Linked DNA regions of Rattus norvegicus: regions 1, 2 and 3 are each linked to region 4. A link is a contact called in public Hi-C data. All regions are on one chromosome and are shown on one strand. The core of a region is the stretch at or near the end of the contact, and the rest is flanking DNA. Distances in the headings are between cores, read along the strand shown.

The links. Hi-C and Micro-C count contacts between places; a contact is called where the count stands out from the background.
Region 1: a Hi-C map of liver shows a contact between it and region 4, with 2.5 times the contacts expected there. The contact joins the enhancer-like site here to the promoter of Kcnk5 in region 4. A contact is called at or near these places in 2 of 12 Hi-C or Micro-C datasets (hepatocytes and liver).
Region 2: a Hi-C map of liver shows a contact between it and region 4, with 1.9 times the contacts expected there. The contact joins the enhancer-like site here to the promoter of Kcnk5 in region 4. A contact is called at or near these places in 6 of 12 Hi-C or Micro-C datasets (frontal cortex, hepatocytes, kidney and 2 more).
Region 3: a Hi-C map of mammary epithelial cells shows a contact between it and region 4, with 2.7 times the contacts expected there. The contact joins the enhancer-like site here to the promoter of Kcnk5 in region 4. A contact is called at or near these places in 4 of 12 Hi-C or Micro-C datasets (Schwann cells, hepatocytes, kidney and 1 more).

What each region holds. Positions count from the first base shown.
Region 1 is chr15:4,124,601-4,127,570 of GRCr8, reverse strand. No RefSeq gene overlaps it. Among named protein-coding and RNA genes, the nearest start is that of Kcnk16, 34 kb to the right of the region's middle. Within about 2 kb of position 1,285, at least 8 of the 93 cell types and tissues checked have an H3K27ac peak or open chromatin away from gene starts, as enhancers often do. A contact at or near this core is called in hepatocytes and liver, where this site is marked.
Region 2 is chr15:4,224,310-4,227,029 of GRCr8, reverse strand. No RefSeq gene overlaps it. Among named protein-coding and RNA genes, the nearest start is that of Saysd1, 48 kb to the left of the region's middle. Within about 2 kb of position 1,454, at least 2 of the 93 cell types and tissues checked have an H3K27ac peak or open chromatin away from gene starts, as enhancers often do. A contact at or near this core is called in liver, where this site is marked.
Region 3 is chr15:4,108,816-4,111,593 of GRCr8, reverse strand. No RefSeq gene overlaps it. Among named protein-coding and RNA genes, the nearest start is that of Kcnk16, 19 kb to the right of the region's middle. Within about 2 kb of position 1,418, at least 5 of the 93 cell types and tissues checked have an H3K27ac peak or open chromatin away from gene starts, as enhancers often do. A contact at or near this core is called in kidney, where this site is marked.
Region 4 is chr15:4,170,171-4,172,999 of GRCr8, reverse strand. Kcnk5 (potassium two pore domain channel subfamily K member 5) reads right to left here and starts at 1,375. Exons shown (of 5, transcript NM_001039516.2): 1 at 845-1,375. The coding sequence starts at 1,030.

The DNA of each region.
Region 1 (2,970 bases), core at 36-2,535, 45 kb after region 4:
GCCAGAGAAAACCACAATCCCTAACCCTGCTCCTGGGAGGCTTTGAGACCTTAGACAACCCCTTCCCTCCCAGAGGGCTGTTTCCAGGTAAGTCCAAAGATCCCTCTCATCTTGGAGAAGTGCCCTGCTCTCACAGTCCTGGAGACCCAGGAGTCCCTGGGTCTTGCTCCTCACACATGTACTTGCTGCTAAGAAAATTGGAGTTTGGACTCAGTCCTTCCCTGTTCTTTCCTCTCCTCTTGCCCCCACTGCCCACAGCAGGATCACATGTTTCCCACCAAGGCCACTGTCAAGAATGACCTTAAGGTTTGAATCTTCTGCCTTTGTCTCCTCAGTTCTGGGCTCACAGATATTTACCCACAATGCCCACTTTCTAAGACCACCAACTGAGGCATACCCCCTACCCCCAAAACCCCTCTTATTTCCACCAGAACCAGGACCACTCTGTTCTAGGCAACACCAGCTCTTAAGGCATCAGGGTTCCGATGAAACCATGAAAACTTCACAAGTATTCTCAGACTGGACCGTGATGGCAGGCTGGGAAGGGACCGGGTATGGCTGACGAGAGCAGGATCTGGAACTGGCAGGGACACTGCATGCGTATCTATTCTCGGGTACATTCCCACGGAGTGGCTTGACCAGCAGCCACTCACCAGACCTCATTCCCGGATTTTCCGAGACTGCGCACAGCTCCTGCCTGAATCTAGAGACAGCCCTGCCATGGGGCTTCCTGCAGACCGAGTGTCCTCTAATCTCAGCTCAGCTCTTTGCTTCTGGCAACGGTGCCAGCGGCTGCGGTGACCAGTTGAACAAGGCCCAGCAGCCGCCCAGACTGTGTCAATAATCGTCACTCATTACTGTCCCTCTCCGTTTGCATCTCGAGCTACTGGGCTCACTCCAGAGCTGTGACTTTCCTATGGATGAGTCACCTACAGAAAGACAATAAAAAAATGGTGATTAAAAAGTACTTCGGCTGCTGGCGTCCCCACCTCTGTTTACGGGAATTCAGAGCAGAGGCACAGGTTCCTGGAGTATGTGAGGCAGGAGCCTTTGCAGGGGCCCTAGGAGACCATGTCCACCGAGTAGGGGTTTCTGAGGGCCAGGCCAGGGCCATCCTGTCAGAGTAGTGCTCCCAAAGGACAGAGGCCATGTCTCCCTTAGATTGGGGCTCCCCTGGAATAAGCTGTGTGTTCCTTATATTGAATTTGCTGGGGTTTGAGTGTAGGTCTCATACTCTGTCCCAAGCCTACTCTATGAGAGGGAGCTCTAGCAATGCTACCGGCTCTCCTGACTGGAACATAGCTTTGTCTTCACATCAGGACATGACCTTTCTCTTTTTCCTCATGCACACGCCCTTCTTTCCTGTCCCTTTTCCTTAGTCAGACCCCACAAGGCCGTACCACTTGCCTCGAACTCCTCTCCCCATCCCACCTGTGAGCTCTTCAGGCAGCCCTTGGTTGGCTCTCTTTTTCTAATCTAGAACCACCCGTACTCACTCACAAGGGGCAAAGGGCAAGGGTGGTAAACTTGGGAACTGCAGAAGTCCGAGCCAAAATAGCCAACCAGTCAGGACAAGGTCTGGCTCGTCCCTGCGCTGCCCTTTCCTGCTGACTACTGACCAGAGTCCAGAGGGGATGGTTCCGCCCCAGTGGGAACGAGGGTGATGGGGAAGACTCCGCAACCAGAGGGAGCAATAGCAGGAAGGATTCTGGGAATCCTTCTGGAGCAGTTCCCATCTGCCAGAGAGCATCTGCAGTCTGCTGTACCCGGTGCTCACCGGGGTGCAAAGTGTAGGTAGCCGCGTTGGCACACAGCAGCGGCGATGCGCATAGCCACCCTGGGGAACCTCGGGTGTTGAGGAATTCTGTGGTGTTTCTCCAACTTTTCCACCTACGTCAAAGAGGCCAGGACGCATGCCAGAAAGGGCTTGGCTCCACACAACCAACCCCAGATCCCCGAGAGAGTGGGCTCAGGTCCTCGTTTGCTGAAAGCCCTCAGATGGATTTTGCGTCCTGATACCTCACGTGCTTTTAACATAGTGATACATGTGATGATTATTTACATTTTTTGGGGGGGTTCTTTTTTTCGGAGCTGGGGACCGAACCCAGGGCCTTGCGCTTCCTAGGCAAGCGCTCTACCACTGAGCTAAATCCCCAACCCCTATTTACATTTTTTCATGTATTATTTTTTTAACTATGTGCACGCACGTGTGGCTACGTACTCAGGAGTGCAGGTGCCTGGGGAGGCCAGAGGTGTCGGATCCCCCTAGATGTGAAGTTCCAAGCAGTTGTGAGATGCCCATTGTAAGATGGGAACAGAGCCTGGGTCCTTTGCAGGAATAGCACGTTCTCTTTGCCATCAGTTTCTGTCGGGCTCCCACCATCATCATCATCATCATCATCATCATCATCATCATCATCATCATCATCATTGTTATCATTAGTATTATTATGTGAGACAGAGTCTCATGTATCTCAGGCTGGACTTAAGGCCATCCTCCTGCCTCCACCTCCCCCCAGCATTGGGGTCACAGGTGCGCACCTCCACCCACAGCTTATGAGCCCTGAAGTTGGAGCTCAGGGCTTCAAACCTTCTAGACAAGTCCTGTACCAGCTGAACGACATCCCCAGCCCTCTGAGTAATATCAGTATAAAACAACATATCCCCTACATTCTCTGAGTCCAATATCTACTAAGTGTGCCCCATCTTTTCCCTGTTTCTTTACTTTCCACCTTTTGAGACAAAAATCTCAGAGTCCAGGCTGGCCTCCGGCTCATTATGTAGCCCAGCTCGACCTTAAAGTGCTGCTGGTCCTTCTCCCGTCACCTGGGGATTGCTGGAGTTCCAGTCCTCCACAACCACTTCAGCCCCTCAAGAGGACTTATTTACTCTGTGTCCTTGCTGCTGGGCACAATGGCATCGGTTGGGATGCCCAGGTCAAGGGGCCCAGGACAGCATCAGCCTTGGTCC
Region 2 (2,720 bases), core at 205-2,704, 54 kb before region 4:
CAGACCCGCCCCTCAACCTCCCTTCCAGTTTCTGTCCTTTCCCTCCCATCGATGTTCACGTGTGCTGCCCAAGCATATGTGACCACTGGAGCCTAGACAACTTACCAGGGGCTGCGTTCTTAGAGAAGACTGACCTTTCCTTTGCTAGCAACTAGGAATTGCCAATAGCTCCTTGTGTAAGGGTGGGGTTTTATGACCAGCTTCCCTTCTCCATGTTGGGATTTGGGCTGTCTTGGGCTTGCACACACAGTTTCCTCGCAGTGAGACACCACTCCTGTGCTCTTGTGCATTCTTCCCCTTCTTTTGCAATGATCCCCGAGTCTTCGGAGGAGGCAATGCATACACATGTCGCCCTTAGGGCTGGACATTCCTCAATCTCTCATTCTCTGCACCTTGGCCAGTTGTAGGTCACTGTGTCAGTCAGCCAATAGAAGCTAAGAACTGAGAGATGCATTGATCTATGGCTATAATGATAGGTCATTAGGAACTGGCTTATATTCATATATAATTCATATTATATTCAATAGTATTATGTTCAGCAGAATAATAGTACCATGTTCTTCTCTAGGGCCTATGACCTGCCTAGCTACAGGTTGCCACTACTAGAATGGTGCCAGGAATGAATTTAATCTTTGTGGAATGGTCCTTAAATCCGATCCAAAAGTAGTTGTCTACTTTTTTTTTATGGTGGGAAAAGAAGCCAGAGCTTCACACGCGCTAGGTAAGTTAAGCGCTCTGTCACTGAGCCATATCCCCAGCCCTCACCATAGAAAGAGAATCTATACTAACTGAAGTAGAATAACAAAAGACAATTGCGGGAAGGGCTAGAGAGAAGGCTCGGAAACTAAGTACACATGCTGCTCTTGCAGACGTCCTGGTTTCTCCAAGCACCCATGTCACAACTGCCTGTAACTTCATTTCCAGGGAACCCGATGATGCCCTCTTCTGACATCTACAGGTACCTGCGTGCACATGCGGCCCATATCTGCACACGGGCACACACGTACACATTAAATGAATAAATAGTTTTTAAAATTATCGTGGGACTTTTTTTTAACGCGAGCTAGATGTTGCTTAGAAAACTAAGGAGGAACTAAAAAGAAAAAAAGCTAAACCTTGGGGCTATAAAGGAAGGGACCTTAGAAAACTAAGAGGAACTAAAAAGAAAAAAAACTAAACCTTGGGGCTATAAAGGAAAGGACCTCTGGGACCGGTGTTCGGGGAAGGTGAGGAAGGCGGTTGCTATTTTCCATTGTGTAGTAGAATTTGACTATCTGAAAATGTTTATAGCTATCACTTTGCTAAAAATAAAAGTCGATCTAAAAAGATTAAAAAAAAAAGTCCAGACCATACGGGCAAGACTGGGAATCAGCCGTTATTCCAGTTGCCGCCTGTCAGGGACCTGCGTCAGCACCTCCGGCGGCTAGAGGGAGCCTTGCTAGAGAAACTCCATCCGGCCTTACCTCGTGACTCATAGGCTCCCATTGTTCCATAGCCCTGCCACTCTCCCTCCGTGGGACGTGCGCATGCCCAGGTGGGGAGGGGGCAGCAGGAGTTTTCTGGTACCCTTTGTTTGCTGTGCTGCTCCACAGCTGTCCCCAGAGGTACAAGCTTCCTTGCCAAGTGTCAAGCCTGAGGCACTGAGTGCCAAGAAGGAGCGAAAACAATCTTAAAATACCCCCTCCCGACCTGCTGTGGAAACTCAGGGTCACACAGTTGAGTGAGACCTTTGAGATCAACTTGTCGACTTCTGCAATAGGTAAACACCTACTCTTAGGCTGAGCAACTTCAATGGCAGAAGACTCAGTACTTACTGTTGTGGCTAGAGTGCGAACTGAAAGTGCACCGCGGTTCTTTGCTGTAATAGGTTTTTGGTATTCCCTGTGGGGCAAGACTTTTGGGTATGCTAGGTCCTCTTGTATGTGTGGCAAACACTTCACTGAGCCATCTCCCCATCCCTTCCTACCTGACTTTTATATGACCATGCTATCTGCTCCTCTATAACTCAGTGTCATTAAAACTTTCCCCAGAGATCTCCAAGTACTGGTCAAAGTCTCTCTAACCCACCCCAAGTCTGTCCCCAGGCCATCAGTGACTATTGGCAGGGAACGGAACACACCGGGAGGGACCAAAGCACAGGCATGGGCCTCCCTGGGTCCCCTTCGCTTGGAGGACATCTCAGCAGCCATAGGCCCTTTGGCACTCTAGGATACTTCGACAGGCACTTGGCGTTCAACCTGAAGTACGGAAAGCAGAAGCCAGCCTCTCTCACGAGGGTCGCTTGTGACCACCACCACAGCATCTGCTTCCTGAAGAGCAGAACTGCAATGTAACCTTAAAAATCTATGATTCCATAGGCTGGCTTATGGAGAAATCCTATCCCATGGGTGGCTTAGCAGATCAAAGCACTTGCAGCCAAGCATGATGACGTTAGTCATCGTGTGGGTTGTTCCCTGACCTCCGCTCATCCCCGTGGCGCATGCGTGCTGCCTCCCACATACGCAAATAAACAGAAGGCAAAGATCCATAGTTCCAACTTCTCTACCTCCACCTCTCACTGTGCACTCAGACAGACATACAGACAGACAGACATAGACACACACACACATATATGAATAAAAGATCTTTTCCCTAAGTCCCCTTGTAAAGAGCCAAGTCCCCTGAGCTATACCATCCTAAGTTTGAGACTCTTCAATGATCTTCGAGATACAGCCAAGTAA
Region 3 (2,778 bases), core at 169-2,668, 61 kb after region 4:
GAGTACTTCTGTGGCTGGCTCCTAGCACTGTTGGATACCTTTCTCCAGGCTGAAGATCCAGAGAAGGAGACTGGAGGGCAGGGGGGACTCAGGGGACTGAGGGGACTGAGGCCCAATGAACTTAAGGCCTGGTGAACATGTCCAAGTCTTCCTTGCAGAAAGAGAGAGAGGCAGGGGTTGGGGGGTTAGTTGGTTGTTAATGGGTTGGGTAAAGTGGGGATTCGTTGGGGTGAGGAGGCAGATATAAAGAGACTTTAGAGCCACCTCCTCTCTCATAGGTGGAGAGGAGATGCTTGACATTATAGGACATGAAGGACATCTCTCTGGACTGCCTGAAAGGACTACTCTGTATTTGCCATAGCCCTCTGAACCCAGGGCTTTGAACATGCTAGGCAAGCACTCTGCCGCCAAACTACAGCCCCGGCCCTCTTCTCACTTTTAGTTTTAGGATAGGGTCTTGCCAAATTGCCTAAGCTGCCCTTGAACTCAAGCCCAGGCTGGCCTTGAACTCGAAGCCATTCTGCCTCAGCCTCCTAAATAGCTTACAGATCTACGCCACCGTGCCGGACGTGGCTAGGATTTATTCATTGATTATTTGAGTTTGGGAGCAGTGCTTCTGTCTCATGGCATGCGTGTGGAAGTCAGAAGACAATTTACAGGGGCTGGGTTTCTCCTTCCACCATGCAGGCCTGGGGGCTGATGAGCTGAGGTCATCTTGCTGACTTTAAAAAAAAAAAAAAAAGGACAGTGTCTTACTATGTATCCCTGGCTGGCCTGAATATGTAGACCAGGCTGGCCTCAGATTCATGGAGAGCTGCCTATCTCTGTCTCCCAAACGTTGGGATTAAAGTTATGTGCCACTCTGCCCAGCCTCATGTTCTTGATGGCCTTAGCAACTATCGTCCCTCCAGGACAATTTCGGAGGCTAAGCCAGTGCTCCCCATCGTGTGCACATTTTTAAATCCTAATCCTGGAGATGGGGGGTGGGGGGATAAGGAGTTCAGAATCAAGGCCGGCCTGGATCCCATGAGACCTGATCTCGAACACTCGAAACCAAGCCCGAGCAAAACACGATGTGACTAACGATAAAGGTGTCTTAAAGGGAAGGGTCATGCCGGAAGCCATGCAGTCAGGACGGCAAGTGCTGGAGGGACAGAAGAGCGAGCTGCGGCTGCAGGAAGCATCTTGGAGCAGCTGTGGCTGGTCCCTGGGCCACATCTGCACACTTGGCCTACATTTCTTGGACTCTTCCTGGATGTTCCCCCATGAGTCACAGACGTCCAGAGCCCCTCATCCTGGCCAGCATGTGATAGTGTCAGCAGGGAGCCCCCCAGGGGCAGAGGCCGGTTCCACCCTGGCTACTGCCAAGAGGTCAGCGGAGATGCCACGTCAGCCGGATCCAAGCAGAGCAGTGGTTCCTCCGGCCTCGGTCCACCGACCTGGCTAGGAAGGCATGCATGTTTGTAGGGGCTGACGCACTGCTTACAGTCCTTTGCAAGCCTTAGTCATCAATCCTGGGAGATCTTATCTGTGTTGCAGAGGGGAACTGATGATCACTCGGAGTTTGCCTGGGGTAACAGAGCCTGCTAGGACAGAATCAAGGTTCCTACCCTGGAAGGTGGGCTGCACACCTGGTCCCGAAGGCCTGCTTCGAGCATCCTTTCTGTCTGTGGGCAGAGGGTGGCCACATCTGAGCCTGCCAGGAAGGCAGGGTGATCGAGTCCTCCTGCAGGCAGCAAGTCAGCCTCAGCCTCTCTGCTTAGCCTCTCCTTACTCCCCTGCCTCCCTCTATGCGCCCTTCCCAGTGGTGATCTCTTTGCTCTCCTTCTCTTTTCTTTTTTTTTTTTTTTTTTTTTTTGAGACAGGCTAGCCTCAAACTCAGTGTAGCTGAGGATAACCCACTCTGTGCTGTTGTGTTCTCAGGGCCAGAGGACAGGCAAGGAAACTGCAGGCGTGGGGAGGATGCAGTGTAGACAGTTGGGCTGTTTAAACTGAGCCTTCCGAGACAAAGGACGGAGGGGAGGCAGGGACAGACCATAGGTCCGCCCATGCTTCCCTCTGGCTTAAGGATCCAGTAGCTATCCAGGTTCTTGTTATACCTGTTTGCTGGATTGGCCCTGGGAATCATCTAAAGGCCCTGTGAATTCCCCTGTGGCGTCTGAGGGTGGAGGGCTCAGGAATCTCCCGTCCCCTCTGTCAATCCTTTCACCAATCCTGGGCAAGTTCTCCCTGGCCCGGCATTGCCTCTCTCTGTAGGTGACAGCCTCAGTTGTAGTCTGTTTCTGGATATGTATGTAAATTGTGACGTTAGAGTTCACTGTGTTCCCGTCTGGTACAATGACAGCGTGATGACCAGGAGCCCATGCTTCTTTTGTTACTGTGCAACCAATTTCACTCGCCATGGTCTCTAACTCATGCAACATGGCTGCTAGAGTTTCAGCCAGCAGGCCAACATTGCAGAAGGTGAGAATAAAGGGGGGAAGAGGGGCGTTCTTTATTTCCAAAGTCACATCGCGTAAGTCACATGGGAGGCAACCTATGGATGAACTTGAATTATCACCTAGCTGAACTCAGCTGGAAAGAAAGATGTGGAATTATTGCTTAAAGTCAGAAGTGTGGCAAGGAAGACCCAGCGACTGCGAAACGCAGCTAGCTGTCCTTGTCACAGTTCATAACCCACGTTTTGAGATGCTTTGACTCCCTCAGACACCTCAAAGCAACAGCTGACAAACAGAATTCCATGTTTTCCTTCTTGGCCTGGCCTCTGGTTTCGAGCCT
Region 4 (2,829 bases), core at 126-2,625:
CAGCTGAGATGGTCAGCCAAGTTTACCATGGTGAGGTCAATGGTCTACTGGGTGTGTGCACTCTCAGATAAGAGACTTCACAAGCCAACATCAGGGAAACTTCCCCTCACCCACGCTATCCTCGCACCCTAAAAGGGCACTACCTGGATTTGGGTGTTCATTTGTGCAACCTGCTGCTTTGACAAAGCTCAATTCCGATTCCTTGAGGGATTTATCAGTTTGGTAAGACTTCACGGAAGCCTGGGAGCGTCCCGGGCATTCCAGCCACAGGCCTTCCTCCGTGGTTCATAGGACATGTCCGAGCCCCCTGCCCCACTCAAAGTACAGCGACCGGCGGATATGTTTTTGCTCACAGCAGGTCTGGGGGCCCTCTGCTGTATTCAAGTTAAGAAAGGTCGAGCGGGCGCGGCAACGGCCCTGCAGCGGGAGGTGGAGACGCTAGGGGTGGCACCCGGCTCTGCTCCCGGACTCCGGGAGCGTCTCCAAGGAAAGATAAACTCCTTTATCCGCCCCACAGCCTCCCTCCAAAGAGGGGGGCACCCGCACACCCACACTGAGCCACCGCGGGGCCCAGTTCATGCTGGAGTCAACCCCGAATTCTCAGAACTTACTAGGTTCTGACCAAGTCTGAGCGCGTGGGGTAATCTCCCTGCCCCTGGACGAAAGACACAGATCTTTGCAACCTGACACCTAATTGGACGTTTTCTCCCGCCACCCCGGGACCTCTGGTTGGGGCTGGGGTGAGGAGGTTGTCTGAAGCTGTAAGAGGGAGTCTCCCCTTCAAAACCGCTATAGCCTCAACAGCTTCAGGTGCATGTGGGGGGTTCAGCGGCCGACGGCTCACCTGTAGGATCTTGTCCAGGCCCTCCTGACTCAGGCACGGAAACTCCTTGAGTAGATGCAGTTTCTGTGTATAGTAGTTTTTCTTGGCCTCCTTCCAGTGTGGCTCCTCCAGCACTTCGAAGATCGCCGCCCCGATGGCCAGGTAGAATATGATGGCCGAGGTGAGTAAGGGACCCCGGTCCACCATGGCTCTGGAAAGGCCACCTCCAGGAGAAAGAGTCCCCTAATTCCAGCAGCTCCGGGTTCACCCGTCCTGCAGCCCTGGACACAGCTGTTTGAATTTGGAGCTCCGCATGCGCAGTGCCCGGTACCCCCCCGCGCGCCGCTCCCGGGACAGTTGCTTGACCAAGTTGGCTCCCTGAGCGCAGGGAACTGCGAGGATCACGTTCACACAGGCCAGGGTGAGCGTACACCAAAAGGGGTCTGGGGGCCACGCCAATCTCTCGATCCTGAAGGGTAGGGTGAAACTCAGAACCCACACCGGGAGACACGTGTGCCGCCTCTCTGCGCGCGACAGTACGCCCAGCGCGCCTCCGCACCGCTCTTTAAGCAGCGCTCAGCCCGCCCGCGCCAGACCCTAAGTGGGTGGAGTCCAGCTCAGAACCCGCCCCGGCCCCGCCCCTGACCCCGCCCACAGCGCCTGAAGTCATTACACCAAGCACCGGGTTCTCCACGCTCCAGACCAAGGCGTCGTGGCCGGATCAGACTTCCACGACCCGCACTGTTGAGGCCTGCGGGACTCCGGTTGCGTATTAGAGATTGATATAATTAGCTAAAACGGCCGTGCACCTTACTGCTGAGGTCATAAATACATTGCCAGTGTTACTAGCCCATCCAGATGTTTCCCCAACCTTTCCTGGGCTCACGCACTTGCCTATCTACCCCGAGTAAAGGGATTCGGTCTGAGTTAGGATTACTGGAAACTAATCCCAACCACAAATGGGTGAAGAACCCATCCCATCTGTGTTCTCAGCCACATCTGAGAGAGGCGACAGGCAGCCACACCCACAACGCAGCGACCTCTTCCTTACTCCCAAGCCTACTTAAAATTACACCAGCTGGAATATCAACTGGAGAGACTAGAAATGCTTTCTGCTCAGTGATGCATCTACCAACAGGCCCGTTAATAGCAATAAACAGACCAGGTGTGGTGGTAGTGCGCCGATTTAGTCTCAGTCAGAGAGGCAGGTGAATCTCTCTGTACATAGGAGGTCAACCTTGTCTACATAGAGAGTTCGAGGCCGGCCAGGCTACGGTAGTAAAACCTTCTCTCAAAAATGAATAAACAAATTCTTGATAACAAGGAGATGTGAGTCCATCTGTCAAAACACGTCTGGGCCATTTCTCACTTTGCTTGCTTTTCTGAGCATTTATCAACCCTGGGCAGACTACATGTCTTTGTATCATAATCAGGGGTTGTCGTTAGATCCGGTTCCCAGGAAAGAAATGGAAGCCCTGGCAAAGTCATTTGGGCAGCCTCCACTAGCTCGAGTTAAGGGTGCTGACTTGTGTGCCGGAACCAGACTGCCTCTGACCTCAGGCCTCTGTGGAGACAGGTGCAGCCGAGGCCAGAGTCACCAGCACTACCCCCTCCCCCGGGCCTTTTCCTTTCGTGGTAATTAATCTTCGCAGGCCAAGAATTGCGAGAAGGTTATCTGTGGATCTCCAGATCTTGCTGCAGCTGCTGAGCTAAGGATGAATCTATACTGCTGACCAATCAGTCACTCAGACAGGGTCTCACTAGGTAGCCCTGGCTGCCCTGGAACTCACTATGCAGACCAAGCTGGCCTTGAACCCACAGAGATCCACCTACCTCTGCTTCCCAAGTGTTGAAATTAAAGACAAGGCTCTGGCCCTCAAGTGTTGCTGGTAGATCTTGTTTGACGATTGTGAACGTGCCCCAAGGGAGAAGTCTGAGCAGGAAACCAAGAAAGCCCAGGTTTCCAGGGCAGGAGAGGTGACTTGGGAGTTAAGAGACTGACCGCT